3 separate regions of the Mus musculus genome follow, and regions 2 and 3 are each linked to region 1. A link is a contact called in public HiChIP or PLAC-seq and Micro-C data. All regions are on one chromosome and are shown on one strand. Each heading gives the region's core, a stretch centred on a gene start, on an enhancer-like site or on the middle of the called end of the contact. The rest is flanking DNA. Distances are from core to core; before and after follow the strand shown. Region 1 holds the start of Spc24 (SPC24, NDC80 kinetochore complex component, homolog (S. cerevisiae)). Region 2 holds the start of Elavl3 (ELAV like RNA binding protein 3). Region 3 holds the start of Elof1 (ELF1 homolog, elongation factor 1).

Evidence for each region. Hi-C and Micro-C count contacts between places; a contact is called where the count stands out from the background. HiChIP or PLAC-seq counts read pairs in DNA pulled down with a chosen protein or histone mark.
Region 2: a contact with region 1 is called in a Micro-C map of embryonic stem cells, with 2.4 times the contacts expected there. The contact joins the promoter of Elavl3 here to the promoter of Spc24 in region 1. A contact is called at or near these places in 4 of 484 Hi-C or Micro-C datasets (cardiomyocytes, cerebral cortex and embryonic stem cells) and 2 of 115 datasets of contacts at active chromatin or transcription factors (large pre-B cells and microglia).
Region 3: a FOXA1 HiChIP or PLAC-seq map of pancreatic cancer cells shows a contact between it and region 1. The contact joins the promoter of Elof1 here to the promoter of Spc24 in region 1. A contact is called at or near these places in 1 of 39 promoter capture datasets (hippocampal neurons), 4 of 115 datasets of contacts at active chromatin or transcription factors (the 230-238 cell line, the SCID.adh cell line, embryonic limb bud and 1 more) and 2 of 9 other capture datasets (liver and pancreatic islet).

The regions. Positions count from the first base shown.
Region 1 is chr9:21,758,946-21,762,104 of GRCm38.p6, forward strand. It overlaps Spc24 (SPC24, NDC80 kinetochore complex component, homolog (S. cerevisiae)), which reads right to left and starts at 1,358. Exons shown (of 5, transcript NM_026282.6): 1 at 1,174-1,358. The coding sequence starts at 1,333.
Region 2 is chr9:22,050,302-22,053,351 of GRCm38.p6, forward strand. It overlaps Elavl3 (ELAV like RNA binding protein 3), which reads right to left and starts at 1,722. Exons shown (of 7, transcript NM_010487.2): 1 at 1,289-1,722. The coding sequence starts at 1,297.
Region 3 is chr9:22,115,434-22,118,591 of GRCm38.p6, forward strand. Elof1 (ELF1 homolog, elongation factor 1) reads right to left here and starts at 1,762. Exons shown (of 3, transcript NM_001357311.1): 1 at 1,677-1,762.

The sequences.
Region 1 (3,159 bases), core at 108-2,607:
GGTTTTTACTTCATTACTACTGCTTGCTCCCAAGGCCTCCTGTAGCCACATGTGTTCTCTCTGAGCTACAATCTCAGAGATAAAACTTCTCATTTTACTTTTGGTCTTCTGTCAATCAGGCTGCTTTGAATTCCTTCCAGCCTTCCATTCCTGACCCTCCTGCTTGTCTCTGGAACACTGGTCTGACAGGCCCATTCTGCCATGCCTGGCATGGAACCCAGGGTTTCATGCATGCCAGTCAAGTGTATCCCTGCCCCCTCAACAGTTTCAGGTTTCCCCCAATATCTTTGCAGAAACCCCTCCCCAGTCCCGCCCATGTTACCCCTCCTAATGATAGAAAGCATTTGTCTCCTCAGCCCATCACTGCAGTACAAATGTTATCCTGTCTCCTCTCCAGTAGGATGCCAGCCACCAAGGGACTCCTTCCCTGCTGTCACCCGAGGTCCAGCTCACGGCAGGCTCTGTTCACAAGTCTATTGGGAAGGCACGAAACTTTAAAAAATGTTCCCAGGGCCGGACGTGGTGGCGCATGCCTTAAATCCCAGCACTTGGGAGGCAGAGGCAGGCGGATTTGAATTCGAGACCAGCCTGGTCTACAGAGTGAGTTCCAGGACAGCCAGGGCTACACAGAGAAACCCTGTCTTGAAACAAAACAAAACAAAGTTCAAACAAACCTTTGACAGGGAAGGACACTGAGATGGGAGATTGCTCACACCTGTGACCAAGGCACTGAGGAGCTGAAAGGTTCTTTGAATTTCTCAGCTAAGTAGTTCTCTACTAGTCAGAGCTACATTTAAGCCTGAGTCCTGGAAAGTTAATAAAGGGTCGTGCCCTGCTAACTCTATATTTAATTACGCTTAAGTCCCTAGATGACAACCGTTGTCATGACAACGGTTTCACCGGTGGAGAAATCAAGGCTCGGGTGTGACTGCTCTCCCTCGGAAGACCCTCAAGAACGGCGAGCAGGAGTGGAGGTGGGGGCTGGATCATAAAGACTTCCAAAGGCGCCTGAGCTACGAAGTACGATCGTATAGAGTCGCGCATTGTGAGCTATGACACTTATCTGGACGCCTCTGAGCCATGGCAATTGTCAGATGGGGAAACTGAGGCCCAGGAGTACCAGCTCCCCCCGAGAAGTCCCCCGGGGCTGGGGCGCAGGGGACCGGCCCTCACCCCGAAGCTGCCGGTAGGCGCCGTCCTGCATCTCCAGCAGCCGCTCCATCATCTGCTCGTAGCTCCCGAGCAGCCGCCGCTGCTGCGCCTCGGCGCGGTTGGCCCCCAGCAGGCTCAGTAGCCAGTTGCTCACCTCCACCATGTCGCGGAAAGCCGCCATGACTGATCGCGCCGAGTCCGAACCCGCGCAAATTCGTCTCACCACGGGCCCCGCCCCCTCCCCAGAGCGCATAAGTCTCATTGGATCGTTCCTACGTCCGTCTCCTGCAGGACTCAATCAGCGAGGGGACAGAGCGCTTCGGAAGGAGCGGCCATTTTGTGGAGATCCTGTGCGAAATTTCTTCTGTCACTCAGGTGTGAGGATCAATCATCGTAGGCGGGGGAGGGGGGGGGGCGGCGGCGCGGGGGGGGGGCGTGTCACACGTGGCCAGTTTGCGATTGGCCTGGTACGCGTGCGTCGATTGTCGGGCTATGAACTCCGGGGAGAGTCCAGGGCGTTAGGAGTCTGTTGCGCATGCGTAAACTGGAAAGCTGCGCGACTCTTAGAGAAATTTGCAGGTATCAGTCGCTGCTTGAAGGGCAATGTAACGGATGGTTTATTATTTTTGCTTGTTTTTTTTTTTTAGTTTACTTTAGGAATATATTAATTATACATAAAACTGGGATTCATTGGGTTTATTTTTTTCTTGGCGGGGGTTGGGATGTGTGAGCTGTGAGATGTTGAGACTATGTAGAACTGGCTGTCCAGGAGCTCTTTGTTAGAGATCCATCTACCTCTGCCTCCTAGTGGTTGGATTATAGGAACATGCCACCACAATCATTCACCAGTCTCTATTTTTTAGGCTTATTTCTCTTTCTTTAATGTGTATGGGTAAACGTTTTGCCTACATGTATGTATGTGTCAGCAGAGGTCATAAAAGGGCATCTGACCACTTGGAGCTAGATATGGATGGTTGTGAGCCATCATGTGGTGCTGGGAGCCAAACCCTGGTTCTCTACAAGAGCATCCAATGTTCTGGGAAGGCAGAGGCAGGCAGATCCCAGAGTTTGAGGCCAGCCTGGTCTACAAATAAAGCTCCAGGAGAGCCAGGATTATATAGAGACCTTGTCTCAAAAATAAAATAAAATAAAATCTTTAAGTAGGAGTCTAGCATGTATCTAGCATGTAGCACTCAGGTGATGGGAGCTTGAGGATGGAGGTAAATTCCAGGCCAGCCTGGGCAACAAGAGCAGTGAACCCCGAAGCTGAGCATGGTGGCTCAGGAATCAGGAGCCTAAGGAAGAGGAATTGCCATTCATGGGACTCCAGAGTGCTGAGTGAATTCCAGACCAGCCTGAACTACAAAGTGAACCCTGTCTCCTTAAATACCTATACCCCAGAGCTGGAGAGATGGCTCAGCGGTTAAGAGCACTCACTCACTGCTTTCCCAGAGGTTCTGAGTTCAATTTCCAGCAACCACATGGTGGCTCACAACCATCTGTAGTGAGATCCAATGTCTTTTTTTTTTTTTTTTTGGGGGGGGGGTTTGAGACAGGGTTTCTCTGTATAGCCCTGGCTGTCCTGGAACTAACATTGTAGACCAGGCTGGCCTCGAACTCAGAACCTGCCTGCCTCTGCCTCCCAAGTGCTGGGATTAAAGGTGTGTGCCACCACTGCCCAGCTGATGCCCTCTTCTGGTGTGTCTGAAGAGAGCAATGGTGTACTCCTATACATAAAATAAATAAATAATCTTTTTAAAAAATACAACCCAGACAGACACAGACACTCACTTCTATCATATTCTCTGACACTCACTTCTATCATATTCTCTGACCTGTATACATCTGTGGTGACACACCGCTCCCCCCCCCCAACAATAAAGAGGATTTTTGAAAATATGAAGCCATCAAACAGACAACAACAATAAGATAAAACGAAAATTGGGAAGTGATGATGGAGGGGTGGGCAGGGAGGGCAGTTGGCAATCTGATTGTCTGGACGTGAGC
Region 2 (3,050 bases), core at 472-2,971, 290 kb after region 1:
AGCAAGCTGAGCCCTTGGGAAGGCATGGGGAGGAGGTGGTTCTTTCTTAAAGCCAGGTGGCCTAGTGCCAGGGCCCAGGAGAGAGGAGACTCAAGATGGACTACTGAGCTTCCCGACCCCCACCGTGCACACCACGACTCGAAAAGGAGGCCGGGAACAACACTTGGTGTTCAGAGACACACAGGAAGAGATCTCCAAAGAGCGGAAAAGGTAGGCTGGGCGCGGGGACCAGACAAAGGACGCTTGGCGGCGCGGGGAGCTAGTCGCTCAGGGAGGCGGGGGTGGAGCCAGGGTGCGGTGAGCACTGGCCAGCCCCGCCCCGGGACACGCCCGGGCTGCGGGGTGGAGGTCCTAGGGCTCGCTTGAGGCCAGGTCCAGGGGGCCTAGGGGCGGGGCCTGGATGGGCGTGGCACGACAGGGCGTGGCATGTCGGGCGGGGCCGTGAGTTCGGGAGCTGACCAGCTCCGAGGCTGCTGAAAGCAACCGTGCGCCGGCCAGGCGGCCCGATTTGCGGGCGCGTTCAAGGTCACCCTGCGGCCCGGAGCCCTGACCGGGGAGGGCGCGTGCAGCAGGCCCTATGGAGTACTGCTGCAGCCCCGGACGCCCTCACCCGGAGGCAGCGGCCGGGGAACGGGGAGCCCCCCTCCCGCACTACCCCCCCCCCCGCAGCCCCAAGGCCCCGCGCGAGGCTACGGCCCGGCGGAGAAACAAAGGGATCACGGCGGCCGCCGCGAGGCCTCAGGGCGCCCCCTCCTCTTCCCCTCCCCGCTTGCCGCAAGGTCGACGGGGTTCGAGGACGAAGATGCCCGCCTTTCGGGTGCGGCTCGGGCTTAGAGCAGCGCGATCCGACGCCACCCGCCTCTCCATCTCCCCTCCCCCCCAAAAAGCTCTCAGAGAAGGCCGAGTGGCATTACCCGGACCAACAGTGGGAGATCGTGGCCCTTGTCCTCCTGGGCGGCCTGCGGGTCTGGGCCTGGGATGCTGGAAGCATCCTCCGCCGCCGCGGCCCCTCCCCCACAGCCTTCCAGTGAGGAGCCACAAGGACCACCGGGTGGCTGAGGGCACCCTGTACACAGCCTGGCTTTCCAAAGCCTCTCGAACCAGGCTCCACTCCCCAAAACTCCGGATGCAGCTCTGGCCACTCTCAGGCCCGAGGCGCGGTACTACCCCCCCCCCTCCCCTAGGCCTAGCTAGGCCTGGTCCTACCCCCCCACTCCCCGCGTTTCCGTGGAGCCAGCCTCCGCCCCTCCCTCCCGTGTTCGTCTCGCGGCGACAAGGGAGTACCTACAGTGACCATTCTTGTGTGCCCGGCGGGCGCGGTCCGTATCGAGGGCGGCTCCGGGGGTCGTGCACTCCTAGGGGGGCGCCTGGTGCTCACGCCGGGGTCCCGCCCGGGCGTCTGCGTCTGCGGCCGCTGCAGAGGAGGAGATGGAGGCGGCGGCGCCTTCGAAGGCCGGGAACTGACCCGAGCCTGGGGATGCGCGCTTCGACGGCCAGACCCCCAGCGGCAGGTGGATGGAGGGAGCGGGCACGCAGTGGAGGGTGCCCGGAGCGCGGCCCCGCCGGGCCTGAAGAAGTCGCTCTTTCTGTGACTGAGATCTCGGCAGCTCTGCCTTCTGCGGCGGGCCCTCAGTTCGGCCTGTCCCGTGCCGGGTGATGGGTCCTCTCCTCTCGCCCGCCCTCCCTCCCTCCCACCGGCCCGCGCTGCGCGCTCCGCGCTCTGGGTCGCACTGCCGCCGCCCCCAGCCCTTTATAGAGGCAGCTGCCAGCGCCGGCGTCGCTCATTGGCTGAGACGGTGGGTCTCCGCCTCCTCCCGGCTCCCGACGGCGCGGCAGGTGGAAGCGAGTGCGGGCCTAGACTCTGCGTGCCAAAAGAGAATAGGATGAGGCATCAGATCTTGGCTCTTTCTTGCCTGCGGACTCTGACTCTAGTCTTGACACCACTCTCGAGTATTACTTTAGCTTTGCCGACAAATTGGGTTCCCCTCTTCAGTCCAGCATCTAACTCTGAAGGGGTAAAAAACAGCCTTTGGTGACCCAAACACAACCAGGGGTGCATGGGTGATGTCTGGGAGGGCTGGGAAAGGGCAAACACTCAGACCCAGACCCGTTCTGCTAGATCCGAAGTGAACAGTTTTTGTTTCCACATGGCCTCTGGTGATATTAGAATACTAGGTGTGGTGAGCCAGGAAGGTAGTTTGAGTCTAGCATGGGCTACACAGCACTTTATGCTGATCTGGGCTACATAGCAAACTTCAGGCTGTTGCGTGCTGCTTAGGAGACCCTGGGTTTTTTTTTTTTTAATTAAAGAACAAAGAAAAGAAAATCTAAACAAACAAACAACAACAACAACAAAAAAACCCAAACCAAACCAACCAACCAACCAAACATAAAACAAAAGTAAGGTGAGCACGATGTAAGGCTAACTTTAGAAGATAGTCAGAGTGATCAAGAGTTCAAAGCCAGCCTGGGTTACATAAGACCGGTTCTCAAAAATAAATAAAATAAAATAAAACAAAACAGAAGGCTGCAGGAAGCTGGAAAGATAGCTCAGCAAGAAAAGGTTCTTGCCATACAGGCCTGGAAATCTGATGTTTGTTTGTTTGTTTTTTGAGACAGGGTTCCTCGGTGTAGCACTGACTGTCCTGGAACGTCCTTGATAGGTCAGAGTGGCCTCCAGCTCAGGTATCCATCTGCCTCTCCCAGGTGTTGGAATGAAAGATATTTGCCACCATGCTAGGTAGCGACCTGAAGTGTGATCCCCTGAACCCATGTAAAGAAAGAAAGAGAGAATCAACTCTACATGGTACACACACACACACACACACACACACACACACACACACACACACGCACATGCACACACACTAATAGTAATAAATTAAAAAAAAATGGGTTGAGGATTGGTTCAGTTACTAGCCCATGAAACCCCAGATCCGATCCCTAGCACCACATAAACAAGCCTGGAATCACAACACTGGGGGTGCTGAGGCAAAAGGGTCAGAATCTTAAAGTCAGGGTCAGTTATGTAGTGAATTCCAGGCCAGCCT
Region 3 (3,158 bases), core at 512-3,011, 360 kb after region 1:
TTTTCAAGACAGGGTTTCTCTGTGTAGCCCTGGCTGTCCTGGAACTCACTTTGTAGACCAGGCTGGCCTCGAACTCAGAAATCCGCCTGCCTCTGCCTCCCGAGTGCTGGGATTAAAGGCGTGTGCCACCACCGCCCAGCAGGTTTACAGCTCTTAACATGAAAACTCAACAGGGTTTCTCTGTGTAGCCCTGGCTGTCCTGGAACTCACTATGTAGACCAGGCTAGCCTTGAACTCAGAGATCCAAGTTTATCATCCACCTGCCCCTGTCTCTCCTGGGCTGGGATTAAAGGCGTGTGCCACCACCACCTGGCAACAGGAACACGCTTAACTGGATGAATTCAGCTGATAGTAGCCAAGCATGGATAAGGCTCTAGGGCAGGGGTCCTCAATCTGTGGGTTTTGAGGTCACATATCAGATACCCTGGATCCAGATATGGCAGACACAAAAGATAAAAATAAATAAATCTTTAATATATCTGTACTAATAGTTACAGATGACAGGCTCCTGAGAAAACTTGTAACTGGATGAATCCTATTTCTACGAGGCTATTAGAGCGAAATACAAATCTCTGAGCTGGGGCTACTTTGGGTGAAAGAGATCAGGAAAGACCTTCTCTTCTGGAGTCATTCCAGATGACAAAAGGCAGCTTTGATGACAAGACAGCCAGGAAGAGTCTGAGCCAGATGAAGGGTTTTCTCGTCGTTTTACTTCAGAACGAATGGCTGAAGCTCCCGGAGCAACGGAGACAAAAGTGTGAGACACACAAAAGGAAAGGCCAAACCCTCACGGTGAAGCGTTGCCTGGTGCCGAGCCCAGCTGTCAACTGTCTAGGTGGATGTGTTTGCATCCCCTCCCATCTGGCCCTGGCAACCAGCTAGCTACAACGGAATCGCAGGCGGGGCAGGCGGGGCATCTTAGTCGATCCTGTCTCAGCTGCTATGGGCACTGCTGCCAAGCCAGAAAAGCTGAATTTGGAACCCTAACCCACGTAAAGGTGGAAAGCGAGGATGTATTTCCCAAGTTGTCCATTAACTTCTGTACACATTCTACTACACATATAGGGAAAAATGTAGGACAAAAGATTTCTAACACTTTCAAAATAGGGCAAGGGAGATGGCTTGGCAGGTGAAGTTGTTGGCTGCCTCTCTCTCTCTCTCTCTCTCTCTCTCTCCCGCGCGCGCACACACACACAGCATCCAAAACAAACTCACGATCACCTTAAAACTCCTCAAAGCTCCTCCGGCGTCTGCCACCCTGCCCATCAATCTCTGAGGAAGGATTTCACTTGGTCACTGCTGTATCCCCAGGACGCACAGTGCTTGGTATACCTTAGGCACTTAATAACTACTTGTTGAACAAATCAGTGAATTGCCCGGAATCTGTCTCTGTGGGGCCCCAGAATCCCACCGGCAAACCGCAGCCTGCGAACGAGCCATGGTGTCCCGAGGCGACCGGGACGGCGGGAAGGGATCTGGGCAGAGCGACGGCGTCCGCCTCACCCAGGTTTCGGTGGCGCCGCCCGCTCGCCCAGCTGCAGGGATCCAGGGGTCAGGCTCCCCACGAGGCCGTCCTCAAAGCCATGCCCCGGCCTCAGCTCTACGCCCTGCGGGTGATCTAGAGAAGAGCGCCGGTCCGCCCGGCCCAACGCCCGCCCGCGAGACCCTACACTTACTTGTACCAGCCCTGCCTCTCAGCCAAGGCCGCTTCACCCAGGAGACGCTAACTTCCGGCCCCTAACGGAAACGGAAATATCGCTTTGGGTTTCCCGCCCACTCCTTAACCAATTAAATGCGCGTGTAGACCCCGCCTCCAACTACCTGGCTCCGCGCAATTGTTACAGCGCATGCGCCACAGTCCTGCTCAATCACAAGCAAAATCCTAGGGGTGTTCGTGATCGCGAGGAGCGGTGGCTCCACCTGTACTCATCCTGGTTAAGGTCCTCACCTGTAATCATCTTCCTGGATTCGTCTCACTTGTCTTACCTCCTTGAAACCCTAGATTTTCCCTACCCTCCATGCTCACTCCAATATCCTAGCCCTAGAAGAGACGAGTTGGGAGAGGGAGGGGATCAGCGGGATTGTGAGACAGGAGAACGGGTAAGGGGGTTTAATGGTCAAAATACATTGTACTAGTCAGAGTTCTCTACAGTCACAGAACTTATGGAATGTCTCTATATTGAGGGGATTTATTGTGATGACTTAACAGTCTGTAGTCCAACTACCCGAACGATGGTCAGCTGTGAATGGGAAGTCCAAGAATCTAGTAGTTCGTCGCTCAGTCCCACGAGGCCAGTTGGTTTAGCTGGTAAAGAAATAGAAATAGGTTCCAACAGACGTACTGGCAAGTAAATGCAAGCAGGCGAAGAAAAGTGAGCCTTCCTTCTTCCAGGGTCCTTATATGGGCCTCCAGCACGCTTGTCAGGTAAGCTTGAAGACAGGAGCTTGAATCCCTAGCATCTACAGAAAAGCCAGGTAGGCTTGGTTACCCGCCTGTAATCCAAGCCTGCAGGAGACAGGATCCCCAGGGCACGGTGACTAGCCAGATGAGGTGAGTTCTGGGTTCAAGAGACACTGCGTTACATCAATATGTAAGATGGAGAGATGTGAGGGTCTGGCTTTCACATGCAGACCCTCACAAATATACCTGCTGAGTACATACTTCTTTTCTTAATTAAAGGCTCTGACCAGCAAGATGGCTCAGCGGGTAAAGGCAATTCTTAACACACACACACACACACACACACACACACACACACACACACGGAAAGTGCTTAGCTGTGTCACACGTTGTTACGCATGCTTTAAAGAGAATGCCCTATAGGGGGCAGTGCCATCCTTGGAACTGCCTTTTCTGAAGACCATTTCTGGTTGGCAGCATCTACTCACACAGGAGTGTAGTGGTTCAGGACTTAAATCCCAGTACTCAGAAGGCAGAAACAAGATCTGTGCTAGTTCTTAACCAGCCTGGGCTAATGTGAATAATTCAAAGCTAACCTTGGCAACAGTGGGAGGCTCACAAAAACAAAACAAAACCACAAATGCACGTGGGATAAGTCTATGCATGTTACCCTGTAGCTTGCCGACTTGATGAAATATCTTGCCTGCAGCGTGAGAGAAGACGAGTTTCTTCTGGCTCACAATTCAAGGGCATGGTC